Regions from separate parts of the Mus musculus genome. Here all the other regions are linked to region 2. The links are chromatin contacts, called in public Hi-C, HiChIP or PLAC-seq and promoter capture Hi-C maps. All regions are on one chromosome and are shown on one strand. Each heading gives the region's core, a stretch centred on a gene start, on an enhancer-like site or on the middle of the called end of the contact. The rest is flanking DNA. Distances are from core to core; before and after follow the strand shown.

Region 1 (3,070 bases), core at 500-2,999, 700 kb before region 2:
GTGGCGGCCCACTTGCCTGGCATTTGATGTCAGACCTGTGTTACCCTGTGTTACCTGGTCAATTCTGCAGACAGCGTCTTGGGCGCCTGCCGGCCCAGGGATCCACCTTGGGTATATTCACCCTGTGCCAATGAACACAGCACGGATCTTGCAGAAGTGCTGTCTAAGAGAGGCAGAGAGCTCCCACTGCTGCCGTCTCAGAATAATTTGGTTTTATTACAAGGGTTTTCATTTCGGTGGCAACATTATTCTTTTCACAGAAGAAATTATCTTCAAATTACTTAATCTTTCTCTTTTATCTCTGGGGGTGCTTTGGGGGTGTAATGCCTCAGCCTTTTTCAGATTTCTGGAGAGAACCGACCTATCATTTTCATCCTCGGGGCCGCGTTGGGAGCAGGAGGAAGCCTATTCTCGCTACAGAGTCATTCAGTCCCTGAAATAAACCCGAGATCTTTGTGTTTTTTGAAAGAGAGGCCCTGGGCTGCTTCACTCCTCCGAAGAGAAGTGTTCTCAGCTGGGCGAGAGCTGAGCCGTCTTCCTGAGAGACTCTGCCAGCTTGCATGGGTTTACACGTGTACTGTTATGAGATGCAGGTCCTGGGTACAAGAGCTGCTTTACCCATTTTGTAATCTGGAATTTTAATCTTGTAAGCATGAAAAGTACTTGCTGCTGATAACAAAGAGGCTGGACTGCTGCAGGTGAAGCCTGAGGAGGACCGGAAGCTAGGAGCTGGGCGCTGGGGTGGGGGCGGGTGGGGACGGGGTGGGGCCAGGGGTGGGGACGGGGCCGGCGGTGGGGGTGGCTCTCAGAGACTTGTGCTGTGGTTTAACCTGACTGACCTACCAAGTCCATTGTACCATGGTGCTGGTTCCCAGCCCATACGGTGTGTCCTGAACAGAGACACAAGGTCAAGGTTCAATTTGGAAACACTATACCTACACCCCACTGGCCTTCCTGGGTCAGGAGCTGAGTACAGTCGGGTCCATTAGGTGGCCTGAGAAAGAAGCCTGGGGCCTAGTACAGGGTAGCATGGAGTAAGAGAGACAAGGAGAGACAGCTCGCTACCATACCTTCCCGCCTCTGCCCTCTGCTGGCTTGGTGAATTCCTTCACATGATTAATGGTTCTGCTTCAAAGTCCCCCATCAGGCCCGCCATGACCCTAGCGAACTAAATCCAGCTGCTTTATCTCACACCCTCAAAGTTCACCTTCCCCTCGGGGCGTTGTGCGGTTGTTAGCCTCATGCCTATATTCTAGAGTTTCTTTGCATCTGTAGCCTCAAGTCTCCAGGATGATAGTCCCTTAAAGAGACTGGCACAGAATAAGGCACACAGTAGATGCTCAAAGCTGTTTGCTGAGTAGATGAACAGAAGTTTATCCCTTGGCTGGGACCAGCCCCATCCTTTGAAGGGTTTGTCTTGGGGGTGGGGTGGGGGCGAGTGTTTCCTTGTAATTCTTGAAAAGTAAAATTTGATTGTGTAGTAAATTGACGGTCACGAAAAAGCAAACCGCAGATGAAATAGCAGCTGCTTCCCCCACCCCCACCCCCAACCCCTGTGTTTCTAGTCACCTGCAGCCCTTGCTAAAGGCCATGGCCCCATTTCCCGGAAAGGTGGTCGGGACCTCCTTCCTCCCAGCAGCACGGCTGTAGGTACGTCCTTCTTTCTAGAGCTCAGTGTGATGTGCCGGTCTGCTCGTGAAGGGCTTCCTGTCCTTGTACCATATGGACACACTAACTTATCAACACACACGTAGTGAACATCAGGCACAGCGCCAGGCCCTGGGGGAAGCTGTTAACAGTGCAAGCTGTCAGATCAGAAAGACCCAGCGCTCACCCCCTTCACTTATTATCCATGTGACATTAGGCTGGTCACTCAGCCTCAGAGTTTCAGTTTTCTAATCAGCAAAATCAGGACGGCATGGTACCTAGAAGCAGAGCGCTGTCAAAGGGACTGCAAGAGGCAGGGCCTGAGGGTGGGGCCCCACGTGCTGTAGGGTTCACAGGCGGGGGTGGGTGGGTGGTGGGTGGTGGGGGTGGGGGTGAGGCGCTGCTGTCCCCGCTGGTATTGATGTCAGAAAAGGGAAATTAACATTGGTGGAACCAGACATATCCCTAAATCCTCTGACGCGTGGCTTGGTCTCCTGCACTGAAGCCTCGTTCTAGAGGAGTGGAGGGCTGAAGTGAGTGTGCTGCCTGAGCGGCACAGAAATCTGGTGGCCCTGTGGGGCTCTCAGGAAGTTTGTTCTGGATGTGTGTCTGGGGTTCCCACTTAGCATATGGGGCTGCTTGGCTGGGTGCCGCCTTTCCGTGGGAATCCACAGGCTGGTAAATCTGGGCTACGTGCAGGGAACTATGGGCCACAGTATCTGGGGAGGGAGAAGAGAAACTTCCTGTGGGTCTCAGGCTTCTCAGCGGTGGTGCTCCTCCCCTTTATGTCACGGAGAAGCCCCTTCCCTGCAAGCAGCAGAGAAGGCTGGTGGTGCTAGTGATGGTGGAGGAAGATCATTGAATTCAATCTTTGATTTAAAAAAATTGAGGAACATATTAGTTAGCTTTCTGTTACTATGATAAAAAAATATCTAATATAGACAGATATTTAGCTCGTGGTTTCCAAGGACTTAGTCTATGATCGGGCTCTCCTGCTTATGGAGGGCCCGCAGCAAATCGAATCCTTCCTTATGCTCGGCACTTGGGCAAGGAGTTACAGCTGGACTGTGTTACATTATGAATCACTCTTGAACCACACACCTTGAGCCAGAGTCTTTGTCCAGCTACTCTCCAAACCTGGGGCAAATTTTAGGGCTTTTGGATAGCTGATTTCTTCATCTTTGGCCCAGAATGCCTCTACCCAATGACCTCACTGGTGCGAAGCTTCTGTAGAACCTTGTACATTCATGGCACGGTATAAAAACTCCTTCTTCCGGGCTGGTGAGGTGGCTCAGCGGGTAAGAGCACTGACTGCTCTTCCGAAGGTCCTGAGTTCAAATCCCAGCAACCACATGGTGGCTCACAACCACCCGTAATGAGATCTGATGCCCTCTTCTGGTAGGTTTGAAGTCAGCTACAGTGT
Region 2 (2,737 bases), core at 26-2,525:
AGAGGCAGGAAGGACTGTCACAGGGAGGAGGGTGGCAGGGAGTACCATCACAGGGAGGAAGGTGGCAGGGAGGATCATCATAGGGAGGAGGGTGGCAGGGAGGACAGTCCCAGGAAGCTAAGAGGGTGAAGAGATTCTGAGGAGCTGTGGGCAGATGTGTGTTATTTACTTCTGTCAAAGACTGCTAGGCAGGCACTCAAGCATAATCTTATACACAATCAAGCACACACACACACACACACACACACACACACACACACAGAGAGAGAGAGAGACAAAGAGAGAGAGAGAGAGAGAGAGAGAGAGAGAGAGAGATGGGCACACAGGATGCACAGAGGTGGGCACACTGACCTAGAGCCACACACCCACTCTGCCCTCAAGGCCATGTTTATACAGAATGACACGAATGTGTCTGAAAAAAAATTAGATAGCATTTGAAATCACTCTGTACTTTGGGCTTCCCCAGACATTAGGTATCAGCTAACTTGTGCTGACTCTTGGCCCCAAATTGTCCACTGCTAGTCACAATTTAGCTGATTTGTCCCACCTATCCATATCAGTGCCATGTTGTCTAACTATAGCCTGGGCCTTGTGTTCTTCTGTTTTCCACACTACCCGTCTCCGGATTTTCAAGCCTTTAGCTTTAGACTGGCTGGCGTCTGTGGTTCCTTCCGGGCTCTGCTTCTTTGAAGAATTCTGGTAGATCACACATGGAGATTTAGGGAGGGTGTGAGTGAGAAGCGACCTGTTAATTGGCTTTTGAAGAATGACTAAGACCATGCTAGCTCCGAGGGTGGGAAAGTTAGCTCGGAGAAACGGTGAAGAACGGGTATAGCAGAGAGCTCCGTGGGGCCTGGAGAGCAGAATAGAGCAGCAGAGCGCAGAGAGCTCAGAGTCCACCTTGCAGGGAGGGCACCTTGTCCAGTCTGCGCTGCCGTGGCAGCTTGAGAAGCTGGGAAGTTCTTGGTGTCAGTAGACTCACTCCCTGGTTCCACACAGCATCTTCTGCTGCAAACCCCCGGGCGGGGGGAGGGGGGGATGTAACACTGTATCACACAGAAGACTGGGGACGGAGGGATTTTTCTCTCCCAGTCCCTTTGTATAACAGTATCAATCTACGCACAAGGGCAGGGCCGGCCTGTGTGAACTGAATACCTCCCACCAGGCCCCAGCTCTTAAAGTTCATGCCTGAGACTTGTCCAGCGCACAGATTTTGGAGGGGCCACTCACACGGCAGCAGAAGATGAGCGCTCCTGGGCCATAGCAGCAGCGCGGGTGTCAGGAAGCAGGGCGTGGCGCCTGTCAGGTAGCACCAGGAGAGGCTCGACTGTGAGGTCAGCATTGGACCAAAACACAAGGAAGGCCTTTGTTCTCCCACACGGAGCCACGAGTGCGTCTCGGGAAAGGGATGAGATGGGTTTAGTCCCATTCATTCATCCCGGATGCAGTAGCAGTAGAGGCTGAGGTGAGCATGGGAATTGAAGTGGTGCAGAGAACATCATTAAGGAAGCTATGGCCGTGGACCAGGCAGGGAGGGGCAACTTTAGAGAGCATAAGCAAGCCTTCTGCCTGAGCTAATGTGACCATACATCAACAGTTCCCACAGAACAAAGTGTACAAACGTGCAGAGCTTCTTCGTGACCTTTATCGACTCCTGGCTCTATTAAACTCTGAAAGGAAAATGTGAATTTGGCCTTATATCCATGGGAGTGAGTGTGACGTTAACATACCCACCTAAAACAATTCAATGTCTTTTTAAATCATGGCCCCACATTCATTTTAAAACACAATTGTTCACTTGTGTGGATAAATCATGCAGAAAGAAACCCAATGAGTCTCATTGGAAAAGCGCTCTGTACATGGGCTACTAGTTTAATATTCCTTCAGCGGACAGCCCCTGCCCCTAAGAGGAACCATCTCAAAACCTGACTGTGCCTGATTGTTTCTGAAGTAGAGTAAGGCCCACAGTGCCCCCTGCTGGCAACTTGGAGATATAGCTTCATTGAGAGCTTTTTTTGTTGTTAGTTTTTGACTAAATGAAATGGTTGTTAATGTTAGTTTTCTCTATATGGAGATTGAAATAAATGAATCGCTTGGGAGCAATGGTTGCTGTTGAAATGGGGGATCAAGAAGGAAGCTACTTTTGGTTGGACAACGTAAAGGAGACAGGTGAAGTATTAAGCAAAAGAAATGCAAAGGCTAAACTTGGTATCTAAAATTAGGTTGTGTCAACACAACATACACACACGAACACACAGGCACATACACTCACACACACACACATGCGCGCGCATGTGCACGCACACGACCCCAAAAACATCACATGCCTGTGCTCACCCAGGAGGCCTTTATAAGCACTGGATGTAACAACACAGCTGGAACATGTGCTGTTGGCAGAGGCTCGAGTTTCCTCATGTAAATGCTAAAATTCTCTTATGGGAGTGTATGTGGCATACATTGTACAGAGAGGATTGCTAGAAAATATCAAGAATTGTAAACAAGGTTACAGACCTTTGACCTAACATTCATCCTTTCAGAATCTATCCTAAGAGGTAGAGAACCAAAGTGTGTAAGTGGTGTGTATATAAAAGATTCTCAGGCTAAGTGGATGACTCAGTGACTAAGAGGGCTTGCAGAACAAACACAAGGACCTGAGTTCAAATCTTTCCTAAATAAAAACGAGGCATGGCTTCATGTGCCTGGTACCCCAGCACTGGGAAAACACTTAGGAGGATGA
Region 3 (2,754 bases), core at 131-2,630, 990 kb after region 2:
AGTGTAATAAATGGCAAAAATTATCTTGCATTCCCTCTGCTGAGCCCAGTGTCCCAATGCCATTGTGACTTTAAGGACAGGTGAAATGGCGGGTGTGGGTTCTGCTTGCTCTTTAAGCACAGCTTCCCCTAGAGGCACACAGAAGAGAAGAAAAGAGAAAGTACAGATTCTGCAGTTAGCCAACTACCACTCCCCCACCCACCCAGAAGCCCCTCTGGGTACTCGCACCCCTAGGAGCTTCCAGGCTAACAACACAGCAAGGTGCAAACCATAGTCTGGGAGCCAAGGCTAGCCCTCTGTGAGCCTAAGATACCTGGACCCTGTCACTGGGTCAAAGCAGCACTTCACCAGAATGCAGGGGCTTGAAGACAGTAGAGTGGTCCTACTCTGCAGTCACATATCCATAGGCCCTCCTGGCTTAGTCACCTGCTTCCTGGTTCTAAAACCTTGGGTGAGATGTTTCTTCCTCACTGTGCCTGTTTCTGCCCTGGCGAATGAACAACTTAAAAGTACCAATTTGAGGGAAGTTGCCCCAGTCAAAGTGACGAATAAAATATATACACAAAATGATGCCCCTAAGTACCATCGTCTGAGCATGGTGTCCTGCATCCTGACAACTGCTCTGTATGATCGTATGTCCTTCTCACAGGTGCCTTGGATGGGCACTATGACAACCCACAGGTTTACAGAGAGTAAACGGAAGCCGTTTAATGGAGAGCCGTGTGCTGGCGAATAGAGGGGTAGGGTGGAATTACATCCACCACCGTCTGGTGCAATGTTCACAAGGTGGGGCGGCCTCCCTCCTGTTACCATGGTCATAGCTGCCTACTGAGCTCTACCTGGCCCTACAGATTCTTATGAATGTATATGACAAGTACCCCGGTTTCTTCACAGCCCCTAGATAGTCACACATGAACATCATACTATAGACCCCTCCTAGGAGTTGCTTAGCCCTCACCACTTGTCACCCCCCAGTCTGCGAAGCAGTGACTTGATCAAAGACTTAACCTGTGATGAGCCCCTAATCCCACCTGGCCTTGAGCTTGGACCACGAGCCCAGCAAGCACAATAGAGCCCAACACCGCAGGGGGCGGGCCTGCTGGCATTCTCACTTGGCACCTGCTTGAAAACTCTAGGATTTGAGCCAAGCCTGGGTCTCTCGGTGGCTTCGGACAGTAAACCTGTGTGTTCTGAGAAGTGTCCACAGGAAACAGAAAAGCAGCACCCTTCAGCAGGCCGTGCTCCCGCCTGACCTTCTTCCAAGGCACTGAGGTATGGGTGTGCAAGCGTAAAGGCGGGCGTGCTGTGGAGCGAGAGGGTAGCGGATGTGAGTGTGTCCGTGTGTGCGCGCGTGGCTCCGAGTGTGCGCCGCTGGGATCGCGATGGGTCCGGGGCGGGCGGCAGGGCGGTCTGGGAGATCTCCTCCCCCCACCACATTGAGAAATCTCAGTGAGTCACCGAGTGGTTCTGCATATTAATGAGCTCGCTCTCCGAGAGGGCAGGAGCGAATTTAAAAGAGGCCAGGGTGGGCGGAGGGAAGCTGTGGGGAGATCGCAGCACCCAGCGCCAAGCGCAGCGCGGCACCGCGACAGACGGCAGGAGCACCCATCGACGGGCGTAGCTGGAGCGAGCCGAGCAGAGCAGAGAGAGGCGTGCTTGAAACCGAGAACCAAGCCGGGCGGCATCCCCCGGCCGCCGCACGCACAGGCCGGCGCCCTCCTTGCCTCCCTGCTCCCCACCGCGCCCCTCCGGCCAGCATGAGGCTCCTGGCGGCCGCGCTGCTCCTGCTGCTCCTGGCGCTGTGCGCCTCGCGCGTGGACGGTGAGTGCCGCGAGGGCCCTCTGTCGCGGTCCTGCCCCGTCCTAGGGACCCCAAGCACCACCTAGGCATCCTGGAACCCGGGGCGGGGGGTGGGGGGGTGGATCCCGGGCGGACACCTTGGGCGGTCGCGGAGACCTGTACGGCGGCGACTCAGCAGCCCGGCCGCGCTCTTCCGCAGGGTCCAAGTGTAAGTGTTCCCGGAAGGGGCCCAAGATCCGCTACAGCGACGTGAAGAAGCTGGAAATGAAGCCAAAGTACCCACACTGCGAGGAGAAGATGGTTATGTGAGTTCTGGGGTAGCATATCCTGTGGAGGAGCCCAACCTAGGGTTAGATCGGACTGATAACAGCCTTTCTCTCTGCCTTTGACAAGACCGACTGGCAAGTCCTGGGGACATTGCCTGAGAGTCTGCGGAAAGGGGATGAGGGTGTCTTTGGCCGGTCCCTCTGAGCCTGTCCTTGTTAGGATTCAAAGTGGCAGGCGAGGTTTATTGTAGGCTAGTTAGTGGTTCTGGTGCGCCCGCTTAGAACATCCATCTTCACCAGATCCACTCGGGACACGCACCCGGCCTGTTGGGCCGGCTGGGCTGCCTTCCTCTTACTGAAGAGAGAAGTTAACTTTTCCTTTCAGCGCCCCACGGGTGGACACTTTGGGGCTCCCAGGGCTTTCAATGTGAGAATGCTCCTGTCTCTTCTGCCTTGTGGGTCCGTGCATCTGAACAATGTTGGAGAAAGGGCTCTGCTGGGGTTAATGTGCCATGCCACCACCGCAGCCTGCTTAGTGGGGATGCCGGCAAAGTCTTAAAAACTGGGGCAGAGAGAGAACACTGAGTTTCCTTGCGCCTCAGCCTTCCCAATTAACTACTTGAAGCCAGCGCTGCCGTTTTCCCATCAATACACTCTTGGCCAGGAAGGCAGCCCTTGGCAAAACAGC
Region 4 (2,800 bases), core at 293-2,792, 730 kb before region 2:
GACATGAGCACCCGACGCAGTGGCGCTGGTACGTATGTGAGAGCCTTGGGGCACAGGAGAGCATGGGGGTGGGGTGGAGTGTGTGTGGGTTACAGGCTGAGACTAAAGACCAACCACTGAACCGTGCCTGTTTCCCCTCATCCTGTCTCTTCTCCTCCAGTTGTAAGTAACCTGGCTACTACATGTCCACACACACACACACACACACACACACACACACACACACACACTCGCGCACACACGCACACATGTACACAGACCAGACTTTCCCAGGGACTCCTTGCTCAACATGGAAGGCGTGTCATCTTCACTGCCCCGTTTTGTGTTTGTTTGAGACAATTTCTCCATGGCCCAGGCTAGCCGCCACCCACCCACTCCTCCTCTCACCTTAGTCCACCACTGCTGATTCCTCTGACCAGAGTTTGAAAGTCAGTCTGGCCTGAGGTGGATCACTTTGCCCAAGGTCGTAGAATAGAAGGCTTGCAGAGTTAGAATTCTCTTTCCAAGGTAATTGTGTCTAGCCGTCTAATAATGAGCCTTATTCCCCTGAGGGAGGACAGGTTCTACTGCCCTGGCGTTAGCTAAGAAGCCTAGCTGGCCTGCCTGAAGCCCACGTCTTGGGAGTAAAGGCTGGCATAGCAGTGTTTATGGCTGGAGATAAACCTCGATCCCCTACACCCACATTTTCTTGCTTTGTTTTTCTCCACCGAGGAGAGATAATGACCCCCTTTTCTGTCTCATGGGGGAAGTCCAGGCACTTAGTCCAGTAGCCCATCCTGCCACGTCAACTTGGGCGACCCCATTCCCCATCGTTGCCATCTAACACCCTAGCTGTCCAGTGCACAGGCTGCCCATGTTCCCAAAGGGCCAGCTCCATCCATAAATCCTGTGACATTTTCCCCCTTTCCTGATGGTTTAGTAATTATAGCTTCTAGAACCTTCTATTTACTTCCTAAAAATCCATTTATGACTTGGGCCAAGTGCTAAAGGCCTGTGGCGGTGGTTGGGGTGGACGTCACCTGGCCCATCCTTGGCTGGAGGCCCCAGACAATGCCATTACAGCTGCTTCTATTTATGGGAGGCCCAGACCTTTGCTGGGAAGAGCCCTTTGTTCAGATTACTACGGAGCCCTGTCCTGGGACGGAACCCCGTTCCCGGGTCCCTTTCTTCAGTGCTTCACTCTGATAAAGAGTTAGGGATGTGTCATCACTAGCACCAGGAGCCTGTGTACTTGTCTCATTGGGAGCTGGTGACAGCCAAAGACCTAAAGACGGAAGGCTCTGTGTCATAGCTCCCTGAGGCCCGTCGGATTCTATGTGAGAGTCTATGAGCAGGCTACCAAGGATTGTGGGAGAGTTGCTGGGGGAAAGTCTAGGTGGCTCTTAGCTCCCTTATGAGTGGACAGCATAAGCAGAGGGATGGACACGGTGGGCAGAGACCATCTCAGGGTCCCAGAAGTGTCAGCTCCTGCTCACCCTGGAGGAAGAGAAGGTGAAGCAACTACTGAATTTTCAGACTCTCACAACCTGACACAGGTCATTGTTGGTACAACAGCACCATCTGCTGCTAGTTTAGAGCAACTGCCAGGAACCACTGGCAACCCGCTATAATTTCTGGCCGGGATTTTACATGACATCCTGTTATTTAGATAGTATCTGCAGGAGCCCATCACCAGTAGCCTCAGGGAAATAGACCAGGGCAAAACACAAGCAGTTCCTGACCTCATGAAGTCTATAGCCTCCGGGTTCAGCCCCAGACCCACAGCCTGGCTGCACATCGAATTCACTGAGATACCCCACTGGGCTTCTGGCCAGTGTCTCTGGAACTAAGGTTTTATTTTTCTAGAAAGTACCCAGCAGAAAGGATGCAGTCTTTCCACCGAAGGCAATAGTCCACAGAATCATGGGTACATTCCAACTCCCTCTCTCCATGAATGAGAAAGAGAAAGGGCCACCCAGAGCGGGTGTTGAAGAGGCAGGTGTAGGTGTCCCAGCTGCCAGGCAAGCCACCCTCACTAGCCCTCTCTCTTCCTGAATGGCTTGAATCTCCTCAGTCTTGCAGCAGTGAAGAACTGCTCAGCTCCTCCCCCCCCCCACCCCCAGGACAAATCTGATGCCTTCTGCCATCAAGGGGAAGAAGGGCTGGAGGAACAGGCTGGCAGGGAGTCTCCCTAGCAATGACCTCAGCACCTGGCTCTGTCTCAACAGATATACAACCGAATAATAAGATGCAGAGGAAAAGCAAGGCAATATGAATATGCCACAGGGTAACTGGGGCTGGTTTTCTGATGAGAATTAGCATCTTTTTACATTTCAGTGGATTTCTTTGAACCTTTTGAAAAATCCCTTTGATGCCCCTGTATATGTACACACACACATATTTACATTTTAAAAGCAGAAACAGGGTCTTGGCTTTGAACCTCCTTATTTGCAGGCTGCCTGTCTTATGGGGAGCCAGGCAGGGGATTATCACATTTATTTTACAGATTAGGGCAATGAGGTCCAGGAAGACAGCACTTGCTCCCTAAGTCTCCCTGCTGGCAATGACTATCCAGGCTTGAGGCCTCTTGGATGCTGGTTCTTATAGTGAGCCTGAGGCCAGGACACTGTGTTCTGCCTTTCAGGGGTTGGGGTGCTCAGCGGACAGCTGTATGCCACCGGGGGACATGACGGACCCTTGGTGAGGAAGAGTGTTGAAGTTTACGATCCTGGGACAAACACTTGGAAGCAGGTGGCAGACATGAACATGTGCCGGCGCAACGCAGGTAACGTGAGACTGCTCTCCTCTCCTCTCCTGCGGG
Region 5 (2,851 bases), core at 315-2,814, 840 kb after region 2:
ACAAATGTGGAGGATATTGTAGTGAAATTTTGTTGCACAGTGTCATTAAGAAAGACAACTGCTATAGGCAAGTTTGGGGGTTCAAGGACTTTCAAGGACTTTCAAGGCCCTAGGCAAACCCTTGGTGCCCTGTTGCCTGGATTAGAGTCCTAGTGCCTGCAGATGCTCACCTTAGGAAAGTCACCAATTTCTTCTATATTTCCATTTCCTATCTGCTGAATAAGGCTGTAAAGGCACCTACTTCGTTGGGGTTGCTATGTAATGAGAGAAATACGCATAAGCGGAGCAAAGGGCACGGGATGCAGGATTCAATACACAATAGCCAAGAAAAGCAAATGTAGAGGACAGTGGCTGTTCTGAGAGGCAGGGGCACAACTGTGACTCACGGGGAAGATGAGGCATAAAAATACTCTGCAGCTTAGAGGGGTGTTTTACCTCTTGATGGAGTTACTAAAAATCATCAAATCATACACTTGAGCTGGAGGCATTTTTTAATGGAGAATACAAACCTTGGAAGACACAGCACAGGTACTTCAGCCTACCTGGAACCTGCTAAGCATCCTGTCCATGGGTTGCAGGTGACTGGCTATGAGACCGGCTTTGCAGGGAGCCTGAGGCAGAGACTCAGGCTCTCAGCCTCTGACTTGACAGAGAGAGACCTCAGGACACAGCAAGCTCCAGCTGGACTTTATTCAGAAACTTTACTTTTGTTAACTACTCCGGCTTGGTGGTGAACCTAGCAACAGCTGAGGGGTTGGGGTGGGGTACCAAAAAGTTCAGAAGAGCTAAAGATGGGGGTGCTGAAGGCGGCCAAACCAGAGGGATTCCTCTCAGCTGTAGTGTCGCGAGCCACTACACCACAGCGCTCGACTTCCTACCCTGCGGGCTCCGCTCCCTTCAGGATCAATGCCCTTAAGACAACCTGATCTTGAAGTCCAAGTTCTTGGCCGCCCTGAGACCCGGATTTCAGCTGCCAAACCAAGCGCTAACCCAAGCGCTAGTAACTTGGAGATGTCACCAACTCAGGTATGCCCCCGGTCACTGAAGGGTGTGCGCATATTTGGGTGACTCCATTGGTTGTCTGCCCTGACCAGCGGTTTAATCATTATGGGACCCGAGTTACGTTGGAGCCTAAGTTGAGGCAAATCAGAAGCTCGAGAAAATCGATGTGACTCTTAAAGAGCTTGGCTTCACAAATTAGGAGGGAACTCAGGACCAGCCAAGCGGACTGGGCTAGGGACACCCGGTGCTACAGGCGTAGCTCACTCCTGGATGGGCAATGCAAAGCACTGAGCACACTGGGTGCGAACAGCTGGCTTGGCGCCGCCGGGCAGTTTGCCCTGTGGTGCGGGGGTGGGGGTGGTCTTTCGCAAGCAAACTCACCTCCGATCCAGCCTGCCACAAAGTCTTCCAGCTGGAAGCTGCCCATGACCGACACGGCGTGCGCCTCGCCCTCCCGCAGCCGGCGCTACACGCGCTCAGTGTGTGTCGGGCATGGCCCCACCGGATCAGGAACACAGCAGAGGCGCGACTCCGTCACCCTGCAAGTTCTTCTCTAAACTCCGAGTTCCAGCCACCCGCGCTCGGGCTGTCAGCGAATGAGGGCGGGTGGCTGACAACCCGCCCCCAAAAGACCTTAAAGGCACAGCACTTCGACAAGGTGTGATCCAGGAGGCGGGGCCCCAGTCTCTTAGGGGAATTCCTTTGGTTCTTCTTGACACTACTCTCTCCCCAACAGTACAGCTTCTGAGTCTTCAGGTGGAAGCGCCAGCCAGAGGAACCGGTCCCTGTTTAACAGTTTGCAAAGTTCATCAAAAGACGGAAAGAGGGACGGACGCTTTACAACCACCAAATGTTGCCTGCAATAGAACTCACCTGGAAGACTCACCTGTGTTAAAGCAAACAGTCCTGCACTTACTAACGGAAGGTTTGGTGTTGCAGTAAATCTCCTCCCAAATATGCCCGGGCAATGAAAACATGACTCAGTTAATATGAATACATGCTGTGCGCCTAGATTGGGCAGATCTACCACTCCACTACCATCTTCCACAGTTTATGAGACCCCTTAGAACTTGAGGTTTCTCCAGGCCATGTGCTTCTGCTCTTCACCTTCCATTTTCTCCTCCTTCTCTCTCCTCATCTTCCACTCCACCTTCCCTTTTATCTGCCCAATCAGCAGCTCGCCTTTATTTTACAAATTAAGGTGGGAAGCAGGTTTACAGGAAACCACCTGAGTGCTGGCTGACTCATTCCTTGTTCCCATCCACTCACAGGAGACCAGAATTAATATCAAATATAATTATCCCCAGGGCTATCCACAACAGTTTGGGGAGATGGGTTAGTGGAAAGTTCACCTGCTGTGCACGCATGAGGACCTGAGTTTGGGGTCCCAGAGCCCATACAAATGCCTGACATGGTTGGGTGCCTGGAACTTCAGAGTTGAGTGGGGGGGGGGGGGTCCTCATAGACAGGAGGAGCACTTGACAGCTTAGTGGGAAACAGCATAGGAGACTTAAGGTTCTCCACACATACACACACACACACACACACTGTCTCTCTCATATGCACATACATGCGTGCACACACATATACACTCACATGCACACACATACATAGATATACCTGTACACAACTCACACAGGTGTGCATGCACACATATAAATATATACACACAAGCACATACATGTGTGCACACACATATATATGCATGCAAACACATACATGCACATACATACACATGTGTGCATGCATACATGTACATACATATACATAAGCACACATACACATTCACAGCACACATACATACACATGCATGCACATACACACATTGAGCCACTGCTGCTCCATCCCC
Region 6 (2,723 bases), core at 113-2,612, 830 kb before region 2:
ACTTTATATCCTCCTGAGGTTCCCACAGACGCGAGAGTCCAGGAAAGTGGCACCACTAGGCAGATGGCTAGGGCATACCAAGAAGGAAAGCGGGACCTTTGCAACTTTTGTAAACTCGCAATTAGTAGAATTGACAGAGACTTTAGAGAGTGTCCTGGGAATGAAGGATTGAGTGTGAGGTCATAGGCTACCCAGCAGAAGCCCACTCAGCCAGTGCTGCTCTGAGCCTCCAGAGAGGCCGGGTGTATTGGTTGGTGAGGAGTCCTAAAGCAGGGATGGATGGGTACTCGTTTCTGGCTTTTCCTTTCCTGATTGGGGAAGCTTCTGAGAAAATTTTCACCACTAATGGACCCAATTATCTCTAAGCCCTGGTTAGTTCTAGAAGACACAAACTTAGCTTCCGGTCGGCTTTCCACAAGATTGTCTTTAAGCTCGAGAAACAAGGCATGTTAAAAAACAAAAAACAGGGCTGGTGAGATGGCTCAGCAGGTAAGAGCACCCGACTGCTCTTCCGAAGGTCCTGAGTTCAAATCCCAGCAACCACATGGTGGCTCACAACCATCCTCAACGAGATCTGACTCCCTCTTCTGGTGTGTCTGAAGACAGCTACAGTGTACTTACATATAATAAATAAATAAATCTTAAAAAAAAAAACAAAAACAACAAACAAACAAAAAAACCAAAAAAACAAACTCCCCCGGACACTCAGTTAGGGGGAGGTGAGCAATAAGGGCAATACCCTTTGAAGTTTATGTTGGAGGCTACCCGCTGTCACTGGTGTGATTTGGGGAAGGTTTCAGAAGACCTGTGACTTACTGCACTTCCATAAAGACTCAAGGATCAGGGTTAGAGGAGCCATTCCAGGTAGGACCAACATCTAGAGGTTACAGGGCACAGGGGCTTTGGCTGGGAGATGGGGGCTCAGTAGTAGACGTTTTGAGTTGGAGCCACAGCTTGCATAAGGTTCAGTATGGCAGACCTTAGAAAGCGGTTCTGTTGTGGTGTTTTTGTGGTGATCACTGCAATGGTCTTTGGCATTTTGTAATACTGGGGGTTTGTTTCAGTTGCACCTCCCCCTCTCTCCGCACATAACGCATCTGGCCCTGGCTCCCATGTCTAATTCTTCTTATTCATTTCAGTTCTGTGACACCCACACATTCCAACCCACTTGTCTTAATGTCGCATCTCAGAACTACCGTGGGCTCGGGGAGGGGGAATCCGGCAGCGCTGACGTTACTCACAAGTGAATTTTCCCAGGTGGGTAAACTCCATTGCAGGCCACAGAGGGGCCTCCTCATTCCAGCAATCTGGCCAGGCCCACAGACTCACAGCTTAGGAGGAGGAGGAGAGAAGGAGGGGTCAGTTTTTCTCTGTTAGCGTTAGAGAGGATCCCTCTGATCCGCTGTAGTGCAGCCTAGGAGGCAGGAGACTGTGGGGTGGGCTAGTCGCTAGGGCTGGGGATGCCTGAGCAGATGTGGAAACAGCTGGAAAGGTGGCACAGCCCTTGGGTCGCCGCCGCCGCCGCCGAAGCTGTGGCTGTTTCTAGGAGACAGAGGAGAAGCCAGCCTGCGGGGGAGGGGAAGCGAGTGGGTTGCTGCTTTTAGCAGCTGAAAGGGCTGCAGGGAGCTCTGGGTAAGACATTTTCTAGCACCGTCGCTTTTGCGGTAGAAGCCTGCCGCGAGTAAGTCAAGAGGAAGGAGGATTGGGAGGGAGGAGGTCTCAGTTGCAGCCATGCTGAATCACGGTTGCTGATCAGGGTCCCTCACGGGTCTGCTGGGAGAACCCAGCGAGCAGCGCCAGTTCCCGGGTGCATGCACAGTTTGATGACTACTAACCCTGCCGGGCCTCCCACAATGGAGGGCGAAAGGTACGTATGTGTAAGTGTGGTGAGTGCAGTATGCATGTGTAAGAAAACACGAGCGAGCGAGCGAGCGTAAGGTGTAACCACCATTTGTTTGCACCAGCTAGGCAGGTTTGCAGATCCTGGCAACTGCAGAACCCCAAAGCAGAGCGAGGGCAGAAAAGTCTCTTTGGAAACCTTCCTCTTCCAGAGCTCAAAGCTCCAGAGACCCGGCTCTTGCCAAGGGAAATCTGGGTTTGCTGGGCAGTGGAGCACACGGAAAGACGGAACTTCCTGGCCTGTGTTGGGAATAGTCCCGTCTTGAACCGGGATTGCCCTTTTCAGGGAGGCGTTCCTGGTCCTCACAGTGTCTGTCTTTGGTGGGGGGATTTGATGGCACTGCAGAGCTGACCTGGGAGAGGGCACTAGCCTCGTTCATACTGAGGTGGTTGAATTTTCGAGAACCATGCCAAGTGGCTGGCTTTCCTACCTAACCCGGGTCTGTTGTGTGTATGTTGGTGGACACTGGCTTCTGCACTGGCGTAGGTAAGGGAGAAACCCAGTTAGGTGACATTTGCTCACAACCCGTCTCGCCTGTATCAAAAAGTTTGAGAGATGCTGCACGGTCTGTGTCTTCCAGGAGCTCTTGTTTCTCCCTTCATGGACTTTTAATGAAATAGGAACCAACTGGAGGCATTTCAGTACTCGGGTTGAGCAGGAACAGGCTGGCCAGGGTTTGTCTCCCGGCAGGCAGGAGCACAGACAGTTTTCATTTATCCGAGGAGCTGGTCTTCCTATTGTGAAGGTGTTCTGTGCAGGGCCAAGTTTGGCAGACTATGGAGCAGAAGTCTTCGTGCCACCACCTCCTCATCCGTGGGTTGGC

The links. Promoter capture Hi-C pulls out the DNA fragments that hold promoters and counts their contacts. Hi-C and Micro-C count contacts between places; a contact is called where the count stands out from the background. HiChIP or PLAC-seq counts read pairs in DNA pulled down with a chosen protein or histone mark.
Region 1: a contact with region 2 is called in a Hi-C map of cerebellum, with 2.6 times the contacts expected there. The contact joins the enhancer-like site here to the promoter of 1700072F12Rik in region 2. A contact is called at or near these places in 3 of 484 Hi-C or Micro-C datasets (cerebellum, cortical neurons and ventral hippocampal neurons) and 1 of 115 datasets of contacts at active chromatin or transcription factors (embryonic basal ganglia).
Region 3: a contact with region 2 is called in an HNF4G HiChIP or PLAC-seq map of pancreatic cancer cells, with 19 times the contacts expected there. The contact joins the promoter of Cxcl14 here to the promoter of 1700072F12Rik in region 2. A contact is called at or near these places in 4 of 484 Hi-C or Micro-C datasets (the N1E-115 cell line, adipose-derived mesenchymal stem cells, cranial neural crest and 1 more) and 4 of 115 datasets of contacts at active chromatin or transcription factors (embryonic midbrain, embryonic stem cells, forebrain and 1 more).
Region 4: a Hi-C map of cerebellum shows a contact between it and region 2, with 3 times the contacts expected there. The contact joins the enhancer-like site here to the promoter of 1700072F12Rik in region 2. A contact is called at or near these places in 6 of 484 Hi-C or Micro-C datasets (cerebellum, cerebral cortex, cortical neurons and 1 more).
Region 5: a promoter capture Hi-C map of embryonic stem cells shows a contact between it and region 2, with 4 times the contacts expected there. The contact joins the promoter of Slc25a48 here to the promoter of 1700072F12Rik in region 2. A contact is called at or near these places in 5 of 39 promoter capture datasets (the 3T3-L1 cell line, 3T3-L1-derived adipocytes, the HPC-7 cell line and 2 more) and 1 of 115 datasets of contacts at active chromatin or transcription factors (craniofacial prominence).
Region 6: a contact with region 2 is called in a Hi-C map of cortical neurons, with 5 times the contacts expected there. The contact joins the promoter of Klhl3 here to the promoter of 1700072F12Rik in region 2. A contact is called at or near these places in 2 of 39 promoter capture datasets (cranial neural crest and hippocampal neurons), 4 of 484 Hi-C or Micro-C datasets (cerebellum, cerebral cortex and cortical neurons) and 2 of 115 datasets of contacts at active chromatin or transcription factors (embryonic forebrain and stem cell-derived neural progenitor cells).

The regions. Positions count from the first base shown.
Region 1 is chr13:57,982,275-57,985,344 of GRCm38.p6, reverse strand. No RefSeq gene overlaps it. Among named protein-coding and RNA genes, the nearest start is that of Mir874, 39 kb to the left of the region's middle. Within about 2 kb of position 1,749, at least 17 of the 459 cell types and tissues checked have an H3K27ac peak or open chromatin away from gene starts, as enhancers often do. A contact at or near this core is called in cerebellum, where this site is marked.
Region 2 is chr13:57,280,901-57,283,637 of GRCm38.p6, reverse strand. It overlaps 1700072F12Rik (a long non-coding RNA gene), which reads right to left and starts at 1,275. Exons shown (of 2, transcript XR_873502.1): 1 at 1,231-1,275; 2 at 372-1,008.
Region 3 is chr13:56,295,177-56,297,930 of GRCm38.p6, reverse strand. Cxcl14 (chemokine (C-X-C motif) ligand 14) reads left to right here and starts at 1,380. Exons shown (of 4, transcript NM_019568.2): 1 at 1,380-1,821; 2 at 2,000-2,105. The coding sequence starts at 1,758.
Region 4 is chr13:58,011,058-58,013,857 of GRCm38.p6, reverse strand. Klhl3 (kelch-like 3) reads left to right here. Exons shown (of 15, transcript NM_001362415.2): 12 at 1-28; 13 at 2,624-2,764. Among named protein-coding and RNA genes, the nearest start is that of Mir874, 11 kb to the left of the region's middle. Within about 2 kb of position 1,542, at least 10 of the 459 cell types and tissues checked have an H3K27ac peak or open chromatin away from gene starts, as enhancers often do. A contact at or near this core is called in cerebellum, where this site is marked.
Region 5 is chr13:56,437,068-56,439,918 of GRCm38.p6, reverse strand. Slc25a48 (solute carrier family 25, member 48) reads right to left here and starts at 1,564. Exons shown (of 8, transcript NM_177809.4): 1 at 1,384-1,564. The coding sequence starts at 1,429.
Region 6 is chr13:58,112,286-58,115,008 of GRCm38.p6, reverse strand. Klhl3 (kelch-like 3) reads left to right here and starts at 1,362. Exons shown (of 15, transcript NM_001362415.2): 1 at 1,362-1,867. The coding sequence starts at 1,854. Gm33389 (a long non-coding RNA gene) reads right to left here. Exons shown (of 5, transcript XR_003950588.1): 5 at 2,039-2,723. It overlaps Gm52040 (a long non-coding RNA gene), which reads right to left and starts at 1,309. Exons shown (of 3, transcript XR_003950589.1): 1 at 1,242-1,309.